Linked DNA regions of Anser cygnoides: region 2 is linked to region 1. A link is a contact called in public Hi-C data. All regions are on one chromosome and are shown on one strand. Each heading gives the region's core, a stretch centred on a gene start, on an enhancer-like site or on the middle of the called end of the contact. The rest is flanking DNA. Distances are from core to core; before and after follow the strand shown.

The links. Hi-C and Micro-C count contacts between places; a contact is called where the count stands out from the background.
Region 2: a contact with region 1 is called in a Hi-C map of liver, with 2.0 times the contacts expected there. The contact joins the promoter of PIGA here to the promoter of ZRSR2 in region 1. A contact is called at or near these places in 2 of 7 Hi-C or Micro-C datasets (both in liver).

The regions. Positions count from the first base shown.
Region 1 is chr1:130,589,702-130,594,450 of Taihu_goose_T2T_genome, forward strand. ZRSR2 (zinc finger CCCH-type, RNA binding motif and serine/arginine rich 2) reads right to left here and starts at 2,766. Exons shown (of 11, transcript XM_048066700.2): 1 at 2,631-2,766; 2 at 1,089-1,168; 3 at 905-1,001; 4 at 512-620; 5 at 82-168. The coding sequence starts at 2,677.
Region 2 is chr1:130,785,272-130,790,020 of Taihu_goose_T2T_genome, forward strand. PIGA (phosphatidylinositol glycan anchor biosynthesis class A) reads left to right here and starts at 2,426. Exons shown (of 5, transcript XM_013184011.3): 1 at 2,426-3,270; 2 at 3,854-3,986. The coding sequence starts at 2,571.

The DNA.
Region 1 (4,749 bases), core at 1,516-4,015:
GCCTTCAACATGCATAGACTCGTGCATCAAATAATGCGAGAGGATATGTAACACGTTTATCCTCCCACTGCCAGGAATCACCTCTCTTTCTCTCTTCTCCTGTTGCTTCTGCTGCGCGACTTCTCTCTCTTTTCTTTGCTGCTCTTCCCATTCTTCTTTGATCTTTCTCTTTACGATAAAAGAAGATTTTAAAAAGTTATTTAAGGAAACAAATAAATACTTTATAATCACTACAGTCAAATTCAAAACTATCATGCTGTATTGTAACTCCTTGACCATAAAGGTCTCAGTCAGTCATAAGCCACTAAATCTCTGAACAAGAATCCATTTAAAGAGTATTTTTGTCTTTTTAATTTTGCTATCTAGAATGAAAGAAACTACAGAGCTTACACTTTCAGACTTACCAACATCAACAAAGTTGCACACACTGCAGAACAGTAGAAGATATTAAACGAAGATTTAAGTTTTCCTTATTACCAGGCACAACTATAACACTCAGTTTATACATCACCTCTTCTTCTTCTTGACGTTTTCTTGCAGCCTCTTCTTTTTCTTTCTTAAGCTTGAACTCTTCTTGGGCCTTTTCTTCTCTCAGCAACCACTGCTCATGCAGTTTTTGTCTACCAATGAAACCAGATGCCACTTAGACAAATTTTACTGACTTCCTGCAATTGATATGCATATAATTCAAATTTATTAGTTCAGCATTAACTACAGTTTATCTAATACTCTTTAAAATAGAAAATCCCATGAAAGTCATTCATGCATTAGAAAAATCCTGGGTAGCATAAAACACAGATTAAGAATTCTGTTTTATAAAATATATTGAGACTTTTCAAATTGTCAAAATGTAATTGACTAAAAACCTATCTACTAAGCATATACTAGTTTCTAGCTGTTTCACCTTTCTGCCTCGAGCTTTTTTTCCTCTTCTTCTTCTTCCTCTTCTTCCAGTTCCTCCTCTTCCTCCTCTGACACTGATTCATCTTTTTCTGTAGCTTCTGAGAAAAGACACAAAACAATGCATCTAAATAATCAGATGTCACAGTCAGCAAAAATAGACAACATATGAAACTCTTCGCACTTACCAGAGTCTCTCAGTTTGGCAAGTGCCTGCCGCTTTTTTTTCCGCTTTTCTTTTTTCAGAATAGCTCTGTATTTTTGATGGCTGAAGATGAGAAATTATTTACGTTACTACACCCAAACAATTAAGTTTTGCTGTCATACATACACTCAATTACATCAGCAGCACCAAATCTCACAACTGCAAAATTAATGAATATTCATATGAAACAGTAACTCCACAGGAATATCTGGCATGGTAATGAAATCCGCAACTATGCCGTTAGAACTGCACGTTGCCAGCAATAACGACCTCACTGGGAACCAACACACAGTCTCATCCTTCCTGAACTCTGCAGGGCTTAGCATTATCACCAACTTCATGAAATCTCCCCTAGAGTCTGACCTTTGGTTATTAGGTAAGATCTGGGAGAAGAAATTGGGCGTATCCTGGCCTGAAGTTGTGATACCCCTTTCAGAATATTTTAGTCTTCCTCTCTTTTTACATGGTATGAAATTTTAAGCCTCTACACTTCTATCTAGATATTCTCCACAGACAGCAGTTTTAATGCATGGCTATGAAAAGCACACGTAACAGTTACCACAGATAATTCTCAGGTCCATTTTTCCACCATTGAATCTTGGCCACACTCGTGTTTTGCCTGAAAACTTGTCTGATAGCTCTGCTAGTCTGTTCGGAAACAGCATCTTGTTTTCATTATGGTTAAAATCCCTCCAAATATCTAATGATCCCTTCACACCAAACCCTTCTTTTTGTTTTTCCTTCTAGCTCCACTGTTTCTGGCCAGTTCGCAGCAGCAGAACAGCAGGGATGATCTTCAGCGCTTCCCATCCCGCCACTCAGAGCGTTGTCAGCAGATCAAAATCCTGCCATTTCGGGACGTGCAATTTCACAAGGCTCCAGAGGCGTACCTCAGACAGCCCCAAACTCACCTCCATCTCTGAGTTCGTGGCTATTTACGCCCCCGCCGCCCGCACAACGGCGCGTGCCACTGACGGCAGCGCGGTGGTTACCAGGGAGCGCAGCGCCTGCCCTCAATCACCAACGCCCCGCCGCCCGGTCAGCCTTCGGCTACACAAGCCCGGCGTCACCTCCTGTCACGCCAACCGCCCGGGAGCCACCTCGCCCTCTCGGCTGATGCCCGGCACTGACCAGAGCACCCCTCCCGCCCAGCGCCCGCCTCTTCTCAGCTCCTGCTGCGTGGGGCTCAACCCCGGGCCAGCGCAGCACCCCCCGCACAGCCGCACCCCCCCACCTCCCGGCGCCCCTCCGGTGCCCGGGGGCTCCCTGCCGGCGGAGGCGGCCCCCCCCGACCCTCTCGGCCCCCCCCGGCCCTCAGGGCCCCGGCGGCGGGGCGGCCATGGCGGCACGTAGATGCGCCACTCCCGGGCCCGGCCGCGAGGCGGCCTCAGCGCCGGGCCCGCCGCACGGCGGCACCGCCGAGCCCCGGCCGGGACCGGGATCGGGCCGCGGCCCCCCCGGGGCACCCCCCGGAGCCTCCTCCCTTCGCGGCGGGGGCGGCGGGGGGGGCGCGGCCCGGCCTCACCTCAGCTTCCCCAGGGGGGACTCGGGCAGCAACATGGGCGCCGCCATCTTGCGGGGCCGACGGGACGTCACGTGACCCCGCGGCGGAAGGGCGCCAAATCCCTTCCGGCGCCCCCGGGAATGGCGGCGGCCGGGGGAGGGAGTGGGGGCGGGGAAGGCAGCCTGAGGTGGTTGTGTCCCTCGTGCGGCTGCTTCCGCCGGTATTCGTACGCTGTTAGAAGTATAACGTCTGTAAAGTTCACAAAACAAGTCTGAAACTGTTCCTGCACGCCCTAAAAAGCGGGATGGAGAGTGCAGCCGTTGCTCCTCCCCTTCAAAAACATTTATTATTCAGGGGGAACGCCTTAGGAAGCACTGCAAATTCCAGTTTCCTTAAGTTTAAAAAGTAAAAAGGTGCACTCCCCTCAGTCCCTCCCCGATACGTGTCACAATTGAGTCCTTCACTGTAATACACACACCAATTTCCCAACCCAACCGAGTAAAGCGCTGCATGTGGTGCCCAGCATCGCGGCTGGGCTCTTTCCGTGCACAGTGGGTTGTGCTGTGCTGGCAGTCCCCAGCTGTGGTAACTTGCCAGTTACCTGCCTGTGTTGCACCAGCTACTTGGTGAAATACGCCTGGAAAGGTGATGTGGGCAATGCCCACCACTAGGTATCCTTTTTTTAGAGCCTTTTTTAAAAAAATCTCTTGGCTGATAGATGGCTGCTGTGGCCTAATGGCTTCCCAAAGAGCTGGGGGAAGTCAGAGCTGTGTAGCTGGGGCACGCCAAGCAGGTATGTTTGTGAATTTAACTGACAAAACCGATACGTTCTCATCATCCTGTCTGAGGAATCCTATCTCTCATGATTATGTACACATTTCACGGCAAGATATGAGCTACAATGTGCAGACCAGCACAGATTAGATGGGCCAAAATTTGCAAGTTGTCAGTAATCAGTTGTTTGGCAACAAGCATTATAGAAGGCAGCATTTGAAGGTAAAGTATATGTAGGCTTCATCTGGCCATGTTTTACGTAGTCATTAATAATGTATATCATTGATTAATACCTAAATTATTGGCATAAACCCCAATGCAGGAGCTTACTTTGTATATCCTAGAGGTGTTAAACTGCATAAATAGTCCAAGCTGCTGGCAGTGAAGTGTACCCGAGCAGGCTTTGTAAAAATCAGACTAATTGAGTGTGCTGTTCATCAATAGCATAATGACTGTCGTATTTATTCTGGACCTCAGTGAAGTTATTCAGAGCAATTGTGACTACTATAGTCAGCAGCTATGTTTGCCAGTTGATCAATGAATATTCAGATGATGACCTTTCTACTAGTACTTTACCATGTTTCAGATTATAGATTGTCTTTTAAAATGGAGTTGACATCACTATTACTTTTACTGTTTGCTTGTGCAGAACAAATATGTAAAACACACAATTTGCTGCATTAGATACAGAAGATGGCAGTATTGTGCATTTTAGAACTGATGAACTATACACATTCATGAAAGTTGTGAAAAAGCACAAATGTTTCATAAATCTGATTTTGTTAAGGAGCTACAACTATAACTTTTTATCCTCCCTTTAACAGAGTAAATACCATAACAACTCTCCTTTAAATTGTCTGTAAGTCGATATTGAGAAATTCACTCATTTCTTTCATTAGTATTGTACATTTCATTATGGCGTTTTCCCAATATATTTGTGGAAATAACTGTCTTAAGATTATAAATTTGAATAGTGAAAAGGAGGATCTCTTTATAAGACAACACAAAAAAACATCAGCTATAACAGACATTCATAATTCTGGAAATGCTTCTGCAACAGAAATAAAATAATTGCATTTTTCTCCGTTTTGTTTATTCTTATGGATTATGCATGTAGCAACCACCCGCTATTCAAGCATAGGTGCAGAGTTCCATGTAATTTAATTGTTGCAGCGCTGTGAAAGTATTCATGTCAGAAAGAAACAAATATGACCGTTCCAGCTTGGCAAGATCCATTCACGTATCCAAGATAACGCAGTCTTCCAGTAGGTAATTCTTAGCCCTTACACTGGGTTTGGAGAACAGAGGGCTCTTCAGACATGGCTTATTTTTGTGGAGACCTTCAAGAAGTTCGCATAACTCGCTC
Region 2 (4,749 bases), core at 1,176-3,675, 200 kb after region 1:
ATATTCCACAGTCTTACTCTGACCTTGTATGTACTTTTAACGAGGGAGTGAATGCATCGAGTTCAGGCATTTAGGAAAGAACCAAACCTGATTTCCTCTTCAGCTGCTGGTCCCTTCATAGCAGCTCAACCTCAGATCAGGGCAGGACCGATTCTGAATATGCCCAAGATTAATGACAATTTTATGAATATACAACACAGTAACCCAGCCAGGGAAAAGCATGTGGTACCCCAAGCTCATGAAACAGTTGTGGATAGAAAATTTAGCAGTATCTTTGCCAACTTTGCAGTAGCAAAGATGTCTTTCCTTTCCATTACAGGTTTTTCCAGGCTCACAGGTAGACAAAATTTTCAGGATAGTTTGAATATGACAAGGGGAGGAGCTTTCTGGTACAGGGTGACAGAATTGGACTGACGATATGACACTAAACATAACTAGACATCTTTAACATAGAACATGGATGTCCGAACATCAAAGTTAACATGCAAGATCAAAGGCAGGAAAGCTTCACTGTAATACTTTTCCTGACCTCCCTCAGAAAGACATTCCAGAGCCTACGGCCAGCTGCTGAGAAAGCACTGAATCCTCTCCAAAGTTCAGATAAGTAGAGGGCCAAAAAAAATCATAGCCGTCCCATGGCATAAGGGGAGGTTTCTGAGATGAAGTGGGTGTATCCTGTGGAAGGTTTTGTAGGTCACTGAGAGTATTTTGGATTTGCACAGGGGTTAATATTGGCTTATGGGCCATGTCAAACTTTACTTCTTTTTTTGATGAGAGGCTGCTGTGTTGTACACCAATTCCATTTCATCTTCTAAGTTTGCATACCAAGAACGACAGTTTCTCGACAGAGCATTCAAGGAGTTTGTTATTAGCAATAGCTAGTCTAAAAAGAAAAAAGGAAAAAAAAAAGTAATTTTCCAGATAGTTTAAAAAAAAAAAGTTTTTTCTTTAGACAGCTAGAGTTGCAGTGAGTACTACAGCTTGATTCTTTGGGGCAGCCTGACCCTGAAGCAGGTTACTACCATAATTTACCAGGGATCACCTCCCAGGGTGCCGCAGCTGAGTACCTCCAAGTACTTTTCTCCTTTTCCTGGCACTACTTTGTGTTTTCCTAGATTTAATTTAAGGCAACTGTTTTACATCCAGGCTCCAGGTTCTGCTGAGAACTAGGATCCCGATGGACCCCTGGTCCTCTGGCTCTTCTTTCACAGCATGGTATCACGAAATTCAGGTTCTTACCAGGCGTTCCACCCAGGAGGAGCACTTGATGACAGGGTCAGATGTACCAATACCCGTCTCACCTTTCTCAACGTGGCAGAACACGGCAATGGGCAACAATTTTCTTATTCAGCACAATAACGTCTTTCAGCTCTTTCAGTCCCAGAATAAAGTGCCTGATTCCTTCCCCATTCTTTCTTGGGATCGGCACCTCTGATCTTTGTCCAGGCTTTAACCCAACCTGGAATCCAACCAGCACTGATGCCTTGGTCAGCTCATACCACCACTCATGCGTAGGATATTTGCATAGGAGTGATGATAGAACAGAATCCGACAAAATTCACACCAGAAATGTTGGCAAGGAGAAGCAGCTGCCAAACATGATTGTAGGAGCATACAGGAAAGACATGAACAACCGAAGCTTGGTGTGATAACGTCAGTTCTTGGCAGCTAGCGGTGGACAAGCCAGTGTTGGAGGTGGGAACTGCTGATTTCAAAGCTCGTTGAGAAGACCAGAAAGGCACAGCCGAGCGATGCCAGCTCCCGGTGACAGAGCACATCTCACACTACTCTGCTGCTTTTCTCAAACTCCCGGATTGTTTGTAAAAATGGTGGGTTTTATTTTCAGTTACAGAGAAACAAAACTTGCAGCAAGAGGCTTGAGAATGTTTTGTGAGCTCCTACTGTGACTGACAAGACCCAAAAGAAAATGAGGAGACTTATTATTATTTATTAACTTTACTATTATTATTTTTTATTTCGCGAGACCCCACTGTGACTGAAAAAAAAACAAAAGTAAATCAGTTTTATTATTATTATTTATTATTGTCATATTTTTTATTGTTATTATTTATTTTATAATAAATAATTTTACTTTATTATTTATTTTATAATAAATAAATTCCTGTTTCGTGCACAACCTCTCCCAACAACAACTAAGGCCACTGGCCGACGAGACGGAAAGAGGAGGGGAAACCCCGCCAACTCCGCCCAACGGCCGCCGAGCGACCGTTGCGCCCGCCCCGCCTCCCTCCCTTTCTCCCTCCCGCCGCCCCGCGGCCGCTCCGATTGGCCGCTCCTTTTCCCGCGTGACCTGGCTCCGGGCGGCGATTGGCCGCGGCGGGCCGGAGGGGCGGGCCGGCCGCGCGGTTACCGTGGCGACAGCGGCCGTACCCGGAAACGTGGAGGGCGGCGGGGAGCGCCCGGGGAGCCCCGGTGGGCGGCCGGTGCGGGCGCGCGCGCACGCTCCCCCTCCCCTCCCTTGTTCAAGGGTGCCGCCCTCTTAAAGGGCCCGCGCCAGGCATGGCCGGGCCTGGCGGGCCCGATGGGGCGGCGGCGGGCGTCGGTCCGTGATGGCGCCTCGGCGCTCCCCGGGCAGCAGCGGGCCCGAAATGGCGGGCGGGGGGCGGGCGGCGGGGGGGGTCCCGGCGCAGAGCGTGTGCATGGTGTCGGACTTCTTCTACCCCAACATGGGGGGCGTGGAGAGCCACATCTACCAGCTGTCGCAGTGCCTGATCGAGCGGGGCCACAAGGTGCTGGTGGTCACCCACGCGTACGGCGGCCGGCGGGGCGTGCGGTACCTGACCAACGGGCTGAAGGTGTACTACCTGCCGCTCCGGGTGATGTACAACCAGTCGACGGCGACCACCCTCTTCCACAGCCTGCCCCTGCTCCGGTGCATCTTCGTGCGGGAGAGGGTGACCGTCGTCCACGCGCACAGCTCCTTCTCGGCCATGGCGCACGACGCGCTCTTCCACGCCAAGACCATGGGGCTGCGGACGGTGTTCACCGACCACTCGCTCTTCGGCTTCGCCGACGTCAGCTCGGTGCTCACCAACAAGCTGCTGACCGTGTCCCTCTGCGATACCAACCACATCATCTGCGTCTCCTACACCAGCAAGGAGAACACGGTGCTGCGAGCGGCCCTGGACCCGCGGATCGTATCCGTCATCCCCAACGCCGTGGATCCCACCGACTTCACCCCAGACCCCTCCAGAAGGGATGACAGGACCATAACGATCGTCGTGGTCAGCAGGCTTGTTTACAGAAAAGGTAATGGGGGCTAAAACACAAGCCTGTCCTCGTTATCGCGTTCTATAGACTATGGTAAGAAAGGTCTTGGAGAGTTACCAGGAACATGGGATTTATGGCGTGGATTGAAGTGGGAGTTTCACTGCTTCGTGAGCTGACAATGTTGGGCTTTTGTGTCTCTGCATGCAAGAAGAAGGAATCCACACTTTAATTTGCACGTGTTGGATTTAGAGGTCTGTTTTTCTTCCAGCATTGCAGGTGCTGGAGTTTATGAAGTGAAAGGTTTGGCTTAAATGGAAGGTATGGTCTAGGCCCTGATCTATGTATTCTATTAAAAATGATTCAACTGTTTTTTTTTTAATCAAGCAACATCAATTTAAGTCATTGTTCATCATATTTGTCTCCTAATAGATCACATATTGTTGTGGTTTTTTGTTTGTTTGTTTTGTTTGCTTTCTTTTTTCTTTTTAAGAGTTTTGTGTTCAGCAGTACAACTGCGCAAGAGGCTTTTCCCATCCTGAGTAGCGCTAACACAGTAGGCTACATCATGATAACTTCTAACATCAAATACAATAACAGCTTGTCCTAAATTCTGTTCTCTTAGGTATAGATTTGCTTAGTGGTATAATTCCTGAGCTCTGTCAGAAGTATCCAGAGTTACATTTCTTAGTTGGAGGAGAAGGACCAAAACGAATTGTATTGGAAGAAGTCCGGGAAAGATACCAGCTACATGACAGGTTTGTTCTATGCATGTTTATGATCTTTCACTGAACTTTAATGGTGGGAAAGACAACAACAACAACCTTGCTTGCTGCCTTCCTTCTCCTCCCCAAAAAAACAAGCCCCAAAAACCTGAGGCTGGAGAAGATGAGAACTATTGAAGGAAGGCACAACAGATAGACCAAACACTGACTGAGCCCTTGCAGAGTTGGACTATGATCCTGCAAGTTGACCCTATATGAACTTTCATGTGAGTCAGAGAAAATCTGAATTAGACATCGATTTATTGTTTCTCTGAAATGGCAATGTTCAAATCACATCTCCTGGATTACCATATGGTATGAGGTGTTAGCTAGTTTGTGTCACTGCTGCTTTTAAGGATAACTGCTAATAATTTTGGAAGTTTCATTCTTGTTGACAACTCTCTACTTTGCTTCATTTAACTTTTTTATTTCAATGTGGTACTTTTCAGGGCAGGACTTATCCAGTACCTGCCCTTGTAGTGCTACAGAGGTGTTCCTTGGTGTTATTGTGTCACCAAAATGTTTCCATAATGCATATGCATCTGTATATTTCTTTGAGTTTTTGTCGTTCCTCGAAGATAGTTCTATACAGGAAGCAAAAGGTTCTTAATTTTCCATTTCCTGTTGCCTGTTCTGTACTTCAGTCAGTAATTCCTCCTTCTGCGCCTCCCTGGTATGAAATATCAGGGGTTTTTTTGTTTTGTTTAGTGTGCTTCCTTCATCCTCTTCTGGTTTCCCAGCATCTCTTCAAAAGAAT